2 separate regions of the Mus musculus genome follow, and region 2 is linked to region 1. A link is a contact called in public promoter capture Hi-C data. All regions are on one chromosome and are shown on one strand. The core of a region is the stretch at or near the end of the contact, and the rest is flanking DNA. Distances in the headings are between cores, read along the strand shown.

Region 1 (5,096 bases), core at 1,220-3,719:
TGAGGACATTCATATTCATAAAACAGTCAGGCCAAGCTTCATTGCTGTGCCTGTTGTGGAGCCTAGCTTGTCATATCATGCCACAGACATAGGAAATTATGGGGTGGCGGGAACCTGCTAGAATCTTATTATTACCTGCTCATTAAAGGAGGTGAAAATGGCCATTATCAAACCCATTCATTATTACAAGTTGTAGGAGATAACGAGAGTTTCTAAGAACACTGTTCTCTTTCTACCATGATTGCTGAAACCATGTGCTAATCTGTTCCCCAAGAGTCAGAAAGACCAACCCATTCTGGCTATACATTTTATAAACCAAACCTTTCCCAGGTATTAGATACAAAAGCTTCACATGTCCTTCAAAGTCTTTAAGGACCAGGAAGAGACTTTGAGGTAAATGACAAGCTCAGCAAATGGTTGCAGCAAACGCCTGTCCTGTGTCTCATCCTTCAGCCACAGGCTTCAGTCTAACGGAACAAACCTAGCTGTGAGTCAAAGACTCTTTCTTGTTCTGGCTGTGGCCGGCTATGACACTTCAGCCTGGAGTGCCCAAAGCTATGGAGCTATAAACCTACCCTCGCACCATATTTAATCTGCAAAGTGAGACTCCACAGAAAGTAGCAATCTCTCTCTCTCTCTCTCTCTCTCTCTCTCTCTCTCTCTCTCTCTCTCTCTCTCCCTCTCTCCCTCTCTCTCTCTCTCTCTCTCTTTCTCTCTTTCTTCTCATGAGATAAGGTCATCCTTTACCAGGGTGAGGCCTGAAAAAAGACAAAGGCCCCTGACTTTGTTCCTGGACTATGAGGAACCTAGCAAGTAATAATTTCCTCTTCCTTTGAGACCCGATGGGAGTGTGAAGCTACATAGACCCCCATCAAGTAGCTTGTTGATGACACTTCAATAACCCTAGACATGGTAGGACCAACATTATATTCCTTATCAATGTGGAAGCTACTTTTTGGACCCTGACCACATTTTCTCCTCAGTCTTTTTGTCCCTTGCCCTTCTCTGTTAGCCTTCTTCATACCGCTCTTGTACCTGTAAGGTACGAAAGCAACTTTTCTTGTGTGCATTTTGAGAATAAATCCTACACAGCTTCTCCATTGCTATCCTAGGTAGGGCCATCCCGAGACTTCAGAGTCTCCCTCACTATCGTGTCACAGTGTAGAACTGGCTGGGGCTCCAAAGTCTTTACTATAGATCTATAGACCTACCGCAATGAAATCTGGGATACTTCCATTCCTGGATGACTAACAGCTTCTTCTATCAAGATTGCCCTTAAGAACCCTGACAATTTTCCATGAAGGTTCCAGAATCCTTTAAAACTTTATGGTTAAAAGCATATACCCTCTCACTGATAGGTTCCTAAATACTGTGCTTCTGGGTCTGTCTAACTATCCATGTAACAACCTCGTCTTGGCAGTAAAGAAGTCAAATGGCTGTCTCAAAATGAAACAAAACTATAACCCACATTTTTCAAGTGCCCCAGCCACTTATATTTTTATTTAGAAGACAAAGCCAGCTGGTGGTTGAGAGCACCTCCTAGATGCTGAATTGTCCCTTGGGCAGGCAGGGGCTGTCACTGCTAGGGAAGTGTCCCCCATTTGCTCCAGTGCTTCAAAAGAAAAACTGCCATCTTACATGAAGAAGGGAGGAGGCACAGCTATAGATGGAGGCACAACTCTAAAATGGTAGTTTTTGCTGCTATTAAGAAGAAAACCCAAGTAAGACTATAAATGGAAATGTGCCACACACACACAAACAAAAATGGGATATGTGCAATATATATATATATATATATATATATATATATTAATATATATATTAATACTTGTGGACAAGTGTTACAAGTTGTTGAAGAACAACAAAATCACCAATGTCTTCCATTTTGAGATGTGTATAGTTTTGTAAGCAGTAGTGCTTGATAGCATATTGTAGTGCCATGTTAGGGGTTAGTGCATGAGTTTAGTGCAATTTTAAACTTCAAGATGAAATATTGATAATAACCAGTAGTGTAAAAAGTGTGGAAAATCCTAGACCTTTACTTTTTTTGTGTATGAATATATGATAGTCTCCCTGGGGATAGGAGAAAAAGGCCGAAACAACTAATGTCTGAACAGAAGTGTGGGTTCCCACTGAGAGACACTGTGCTTGGGGGAATGTTAGGCCTTTCACGGGGGAGCTAGAATAGCTACCTTTGTAGCCCTTCAGTCCTCACAGCAAGGCCTGGGTTCAGGCTTCTCTTGCTCTCTTAGTTTCAAGCTAGATTGGTCCTGTATTGATTTTGCATTGTATGCCTTGGGTTCATTTTTCCTCTTTTGTGTCCAGAAAGTAATTTTCTGTTTTGCCTGTCTGAGATACCGTGCTGATTGCTTTGCAATGTTTATGACTCGGTGGCCGGTTCCTTTCCTGCTGGCAGCATGTGTGCTAACTGCAAAGCCTTGTCAGCAGTTTGGAGTATCCTGTACTTTAGGCTTTGCCCCGTTCCACATCTGACTTGGGTGTTGAGTCCAGTCTTTCTCATGAGAACTGATAGCTCAGTGGGGCCCATGTAGGTTGACAGGAAGTACGTTGGCCTCTCCTTTGGTAATTGTTGAGAGCTTTCACGTTTTTTTTCTACTTTCCTTATGGAAATAAAGTAGTTGCTTTGTTCTGAAAAGAAGAAGAAGAAGAAAAAGAAGAAGAAGAAGAAGAAGAAGAAGAAGAAGAAGAAGAAGAAGAAGAAGTCGTCAAATGGATGTCTATAAAATGGGATAGGACCTCGAGGACTCTAAGTAACCATTGTCCTGATCCACTGCATACTTCCCATTTACACACACACAAACACACACACACACACACACACACACACCCTCCTGGTTTAAGGGTGCTTTCTTCTGCAGTTACATTCACATGCCTTATTTACCTTCAAATGGCAGGACCCTTCCATTTGGGTTACTCAGCACCTAACTGGAGTGCCTGAGATAGCATCCCCAACCACTACACATCCTTTGGACAGGCCTTAGGCAAAGACATGTCCTAAATTTCCCCCTGGAAGTAGCTTTCTTCAGTCAGTATGATTTATTAGTCTGTAACCCAGTTCAGATCAAAACAGTGTCCTAGCTTTTTAAAAACTTGCCTCATGTGGACATAATGTTTCTCCATCAGAGGCAAAAATCTCCCCATGAAATGTCCAGGTTTTGTCATTTGAAGTAAGCATGAGCATCATTCATGACTTCAGCATGAAGTCATTCCAGCATCTATGGAGACCTCATTTCAACTGGGAGGGTCCCGGGCTTAGGACAACTAAGGGCTTTCCTAGACAAAAGGGAATTTTGTGGAGTCTGAATTCCCCACTTCAGCTCATCGTAAGTCTCCCATTTGTCTTGAGGAGACCAGAATAAAAGCCATTATTATATTGGAAGCCTGAGGTGACAAGGACCCTGGACCTCTTAAATCAGATATTCACCTCCACCTCTCCCTATTCTTACTAAATGCTTGTCTCTGTGTACGCAAGCAAAGCAGAGTCACACTGATTTTAATCCACATTTTGGGGCCCTTGAAATACTCAGGTGCTTATCTTTCCAAGTCATTAGCTTTGTGGCACGAAGTTGGGCCCCTTGCCTTGGGGCACTGGCAGCTATGGCTCTCTTGGTCAGAGGCCTCTAAATAAATGCCAGAGTTTATTTAGAGTAAATGGCTTACATGCCCCAGCAGGTCTGTGAAACTCTCAACTCGAGGGCCTTCCACCGAGTCTCACACCGAGTCTCACAAGCTCCAGAGGATACCAGAAGACTACGTCAAACTTTCTATCACGCTACTTCAAGCCAGCCCCTAATGCTGAGGACCTCTCTATAACATTCCTGTGCAGAGACAATGGACTTTACCTGCACTGCTAGACCAGATTTACAACATTTTCTACTTGTTCAATCAGACTACCTATCTCACAGCATTTTCTACTTGTTCAATCAGAGACGACCTATCTCACCGACAGTACTAGATTCAAAGAGTGCAGGGCATGGACTCTTCAGGTGTACAGTGGCACACCACACAGAGGTCATGGGATCTGGGCCCTCCCTGGATAATTCCATGTCAGCCCCAGTACTGTTCTTCATGGTGCTCTTCAATGGAGACAGGAATGAGACTTAGAATTCACACAGACTTTGCTTGTGTGTTCCTTGTGCCCACACCTGTCTATCTATTTGGAGGAAAAAATAGGTTCCTAATGACTTACAATACCCTGATCAAACAACTTTTGGCTCTATCAGAAGCCATCTGCCACCCAACTCAGCCATTTGTATTAGGATCCTCTAAAGGAACAGAACTGATAGAAGGACTATGAAAAAGTATATGAAAAATAAAATATAAAAATATGAAATTGGTTTGCACTATGTGGTGCGCATTGTATGCATGACACCGCAATGGTTGCGCCACGTGGGAGAAGCCAAGAATCCAGGAGCTGCTCACAAGGTTGGATGGTTCAGCAATCTCAGTGTGGTACTGAAGCGCTGGAAGATCCCTGGTCTTCAGTCTGTGTTGGGAGCCCAGAGAGGCTGGTTTTAATACTGGTGATGGAACCCTGCAGCAACAGGGTAGACAAACCCGGCCAGAAGGAGTGAAAGGAAACAAGCGGAGGTAACGCTTTCTTTTTCCCTGTCCTTTACTCTGGGCTGCCACCAGATCATCCCAACCACATGTAAGAGTGGGTCTTCCCACTGCAAACAATCTGTTCACGACATTCCCTCGTAGGAATGCCCAGTGCGTGTATTTTAGTTGATTCCAGATGTAGTTGACAACCAAGATTAGCCATCTCACCATTATGGACTGCCAGCCCCAGCCAAGAGATGGTCCTATGCTCAGGGAAATAACTGAACCAATCAACAGCCTGAATAGTGGCAAGACTTCCGCTTCTGGTTGCTTAGTTCCCAGCCCTGTTTCCTATGCCCACAACATACTGCCTGGGAAACCCCAAAGGCTCTAGCTAAGAGGAGCAGTCCCAAAGCCCCTCCCCACTGTAAAATATGCTTCTCCTTACTAAATATTCTTAATGGAAGATCCTTAGCAATTGTCATAAACTACACGTTTTCAGAACAGGGTTCCCAATTCTAGTTGAACCTTTC
Region 2 (4,867 bases), core at 1,009-3,508, 320 kb before region 1:
GTCCGTCCTCAGTGAAGTCAGCCTGTTGGAACAGTGCTTTAGAATTAGCATGGCCCCCGCCTTCGGACAGGGGCTCACCAGCTGTGTTTGCTGTGTTTCACTTTTGTGTTTTATAGGACACAGGATAAAGCTATTTCAGTTAGTAAGTATTTAACATTTTTTTATTACAAGTCCATTAAGATTTGAGTGGCTCTGTTCATGTGAAAACTATAGTCCAAGAAATTTAGGGGTAGAAATTTAAATGTGGGTTATTAAAAGTTTTCTGAAGAATTTTTTTTACATGGAAGACTGACATGTCTTCATTTTAAGTAAATATTTGACTACCTGTCACATGTTCCAGTTCCTGGCTAGGCATGTCCTAGATGAGATTGGCTTTGGCCTCCATCGCTGTCAAGAAATAAGCGCGGCCAGCTCAACATGGAACCGTGTGCCAGCTGGCACTGTTTCTCCCTCACTGGTTACTTCTCATGGATGGCTGCTGTGGCAGGAGTGACTGGTTCTTAAGTACTTGTTTTAGTAGCATGTAATTGTGCCTGTGCCTGAGTTCTCCCCACTTTTCTTAATGGAATCAGTGCTGTGATCTGGAGGCCAAAGTAAAGGCCTGGAGGCCAGAACAGGTGAGAGCTCACATCTCGGTCTGGGTCCACAGGTAGAAATGGCATGGACTGAAGAGTCGCTGAAGTTAGCTCTCAGTGACACTCGCACAGGCACACCTCCAATCCTTTCCAACTGTTCCACTACTAGGGACCAAGTGCTCAGACATGAGCCTAAGGGCACACTCTCATTCACACATGAGTTTGGGAAGGGCATTAGCGCCAAGGACCAGTGCAACCTTACTAAGGGCTGTTAAGGTGACAGAGGTGAAAGATTGTAGAAGTCGGTGTACAGACCACCTGGACATTGCACACTGATATCCCAGACTGACTTCAGATTCTGTGTAGCCATGGCTGACCTCGGCTGTTAGGGTTATATAGTGTGGTTTCCCTTTTACGCTACGTAACTAGTTAAACATTGCTGTGTCTCACTCCCCTGTGTCTCTGGGGTTTGGTTGAAAGATTTCAGTTCTAATCAAATTCAAGTCAATCCCACTACCCGAACTTTGAGGTACTGAGATTTACACAGTAGGCTCAGATTCCTGGTGTAAGTTCTTTTTAAGGTATTCACATTTTAGAACACTGGAGTACTGGTCAGGTAGGCCACCCTGTTCCCTAGACTGAAAACTGCAACTAAGAAGGCCTCTAGAGAACCCGTGATGAGCAGATACGCCCTCTAGTGGTTCTATTAGACTATACAGAAATTGTGACTTGAGCCTTGCTTTGAAGCTCTACTGTCTAAACTTGGGAATTATGATGTTAAAAGGTAGCCTAGGTTCCTCTTTATCCTAACTGTGCATGTTCACACTAGGTTTTTATGTGTCCATACGGACTATCAGGATTATCGTGGCCTTGCTAAGTTGAGTGGTTGACTAATGTGAGCTCGTGAATGTCAAAATACAGAATTAACCAAGGTGGCATAGAGCGTGGTGTATCCATGCTGTAGAACATTTAACACTTGGCTATTACAGCCGAACTGGGTTTTATGGGATGGTATTTAGGGGGAACAGGCTTCATCATGTGTGCGTTACAGACAGACATACTGGTTACATATAACAGATGACCTCATTTTTGTTTAAAAAGAAAGAAGTGGCAAGAACCTCAAACTCTTAGCTCAGGCAATATTGGTGTCATTCATCCAGGGATTTAGAAGTATGGGAGTTGATAGTGTTATTGCTAAGGAAAATACATGTTTGCGTGCGCGCGCGCGCGCACACACACACACACACACACACACACACACACACGGACCTGAGATGAAAAAAAACCAGTGTGTAATGTGTTAACAGTTGGATCTCTAGTACAAAGGTGCAGTCCCTCACCTGAATAGCTACAGAAGATAACGGAACAGCTCATTTCAGGGACTGCTTTTGGAGTTGGGTTTGCCTGTGGTTTTTTTGCTAGACTAGGATGTGTTTACTTGGTAATCTGCTTATAAATACAAGCCTGGACCTAAAGTGCTTAAGATGTGAGGCGGTTGGAATTTCTTTGTTTTACTAAGGAGATTTTTCTCTCATTCTAAGAATTAAAATCTTTTCCTCTTCAGCCCAATTATGTATTAATGGACAGTCTTTGTGAAAAGGCCTTTCTTTGAGGTCTACAAGCGGAAATGATTTGTTCTGAAAGAGCATTCTTGACCGATCACCATTGCTGAGGGCTGCTTCAAAGGTGGTCTTGACTTTCCAAAATGCTGAGTGAGGCTTCGGATTTTAACAGCTCGGGCTCTAGGAGCGAAGGTTCTGTCTTTTCAAGGACTGAGCACAGCGTCATAGCGGCTTACCTGATTGTGGCAGGTACGGGTGTTTATTCAGTGACCTGCTTCTCGGGTGGGAGAAGAACTGAGGTGGTGGGCACAAGGGTGCAGGATGCAGGCTAGCTCAAACATGGGGTGGGCTGGGGTTGTAACAATCAGAAAATGGACATGGGAAAATATGCTGCTTCCTGACGGAAGGTTTTTGAGCAAAGAGGGACAAGAAAACTTTGTATCAAATGAAGCTTTAAAATAAAACTTGTCCGTATATTTGGTTTTTACCTTAAATTCATGAGCAGAGTGTGCATCGTGGTTAAAAGCATGCTTTCTATCATTTATGACTCTCATGCATAATTTGCAGTTTTCTTGGTAGGAAATAGCTCACGATTAAAACGTACTAGAGGAAACGCTGAAGTTTAAAGCAAAAGATAGAGGCTGCAGATCTGGTGTGTAAGTTCAGCTCCTCCCGCAGGCAGCCACGGGAGGCGGCAGCTTTGAAAGTGGGCCCAAGGGATTTCAGCTTTTTACTCTTGCACGGTCTCCTTTGCAAAATGAAGATAAGAATCAGGGATCCACTGAGCTCCTTATGAAGAGTATATATAATCAAGGCCCCTAAGGGACATGGGTACAAGGTATGCTCTTGTTGATAAAATTATCAGATTGAGATGAAGGCTTGTTTGTTGAAAAGGAGAGAAATGACAGAAACTGTACCAGTGGCCGGTGTGACTTTTATAACCAGCAATTACTTGATCTCAAACTTCACAGAAGTGGCGAGTTTTAGTAACTGTTATGTTGGGTTCATTGCTTTTCGGATTGACATTTATGAAAAATTCAAGTGTGTTTCCAAAAACAGTGAGAAATATATCTCCATGTGTCTTCATAACTACTTATTTTTACCTCATAGTTGACGTGGGCTATAGATAACAATTTCCTTTTAATTTTAGTGGTACCGTAACTAGTTCATTTGAATACTTCTGGGTGGTAAGAGGCAAAAAGTGAGCCCCCAATTCCAGAATTACACTACACAGAGGCACTGTATACAAGTTTTGGCTCCATTAAATATGTGACAGGGGAAATCTAACATTAATCTGGCATTTTGAAGCCTGGAACAGGAGAATTGCTAAGGATTCCAGAGTCACCTGGGCTCCATAGGGAGACTGTCACAAACAAACAAACAAACAAACACTAAAACAACAACAACAATAAACAAACAAAAAAACTGGTCATGAGATTAGTATGGGAAGGAAATTTCCTAAGGAACTCTGGTAGCTGCGTTTTTGTTTTGTTTTCCTAGTTCATACAGATGAAGAGCTGAGCGGCTGCGTGGCTCTGAACAGAGGCCTTTTGTTAGGGCTGTCATGTGACTGCACCGGTCAGTTTTATTAGGAAACATCGGAGCATGCGTTCTCTGCGTATGTTTTCTCGTAGAGGACTGAAGGAAGTGGATCTAAGCTCTTCCTGCATTTGTTCTGTGTGTGTCGAGTATCCTGTAGTCTTCCTATCCCCTCAGTTTCCTCCTTTAACAAAACCCACTGAGCTCCCAAATAAGAATGAACACTTTGAGCTGAGGAAAAGGCGCACTTAAGTATCATTCCACTTACCGTTTTTACCACAGGCCTGTGTTTATTATTTTTACCATGGGCCTGTATTGTTGTTGTTGTTGTTGTATTACTGTAGAGGTTAATTATTTTGTATATGTATTTAATTAATTAGTTTTTTGAACCAGGAGCTTGCTTTATTGTGTCTACTAGGCCAAGGATGGCCTTGTACTCAGAGTCTTCCTGATTCTGCCTTCCGAGTGTTGGGATTACAGGTGTATTGCCACCCTGCCTGGCTTCACTGTAATTTATCTGTTTTTACTTACGTGTCTGTGTGTGTGTGTGTGTGTGTGTGTGTGTGTGTGTGTGTGTGTGTGAGAGAGAGAGAGAGAGAGAGAGAGAGAGAGAGAGATATTATTACCACATGATGTCTACAGAGGCCAGAAGAGGATGTCAGGTCCTTCTTCTAGGACCTGCAGTTACAGGTGGCTATGAGCTGCCCCACACAGGTGCTAGGAACAGGATTCAGGTCGTCTAGAAGAGCAGCAAGTGCTCCTAACCTCTGAGCCATCTCTGTACCCCATAAGATGTCATTTAATCACTTATTTGGATTTGAGCTCACTTTTACCAGCTTCCATTGCTGCAGGCCCTATGTTAATTCAGTGTGCATGAGCATGCTCTCTGTACCACTTACAGCTGAGAATGGAGAGGATGATACATGTGTGGACTTGAAATAATTCGTCCTTGGAGAATTGTAAAAGTGTGAGAGGTTGGCTGAAAAAGATAGACTGATGGGTCTTCTGTCTGCCCATTGGAAAGTACCTGTAACCAGGGAACTAATTCAGTGCTTAAGACAGCTAGAGGAGTTGGCTGAGTATCCGGCAGGGATGGACCACAGAAGCTGGAAGCCTACAGGGAGTCACCGAAGGGTTAGAGAGGGACAATATGATCTGACTTGCATTTCAGAAATGTGTTGTGATGGTAGC

The links. Promoter capture Hi-C pulls out the DNA fragments that hold promoters and counts their contacts.
Region 2: a promoter capture Hi-C map of liver shows a contact between it and region 1, with 1.6 times the contacts expected there. The contact joins the promoter of Rrh here to the enhancer-like site in region 1. A contact is called at or near these places in 3 of 39 promoter capture datasets (embryonic stem cells and liver) and 2 of 115 datasets of contacts at active chromatin or transcription factors (embryonic stem cells and memory CD8 T cells).

Annotation. Positions count from the first base shown.
Region 1 is chr3:129,502,499-129,507,594 of GRCm38.p6, reverse strand. No RefSeq gene overlaps it. Among named protein-coding and RNA genes, the nearest start is that of Elovl6, 27 kb to the left of the region's middle. Within about 2 kb of position 2,469, at least 2 of the 459 cell types and tissues checked have an H3K27ac peak or open chromatin away from gene starts, as enhancers often do. A contact at or near this core is called in liver, where this site is marked.
Region 2 is chr3:129,819,896-129,824,762 of GRCm38.p6, reverse strand. It overlaps Rrh (retinal pigment epithelium derived rhodopsin homolog), which reads left to right and starts at 2,258. Exons shown (of 7, transcript NM_009102.3): 1 at 2,258-2,386. The coding sequence starts at 2,281.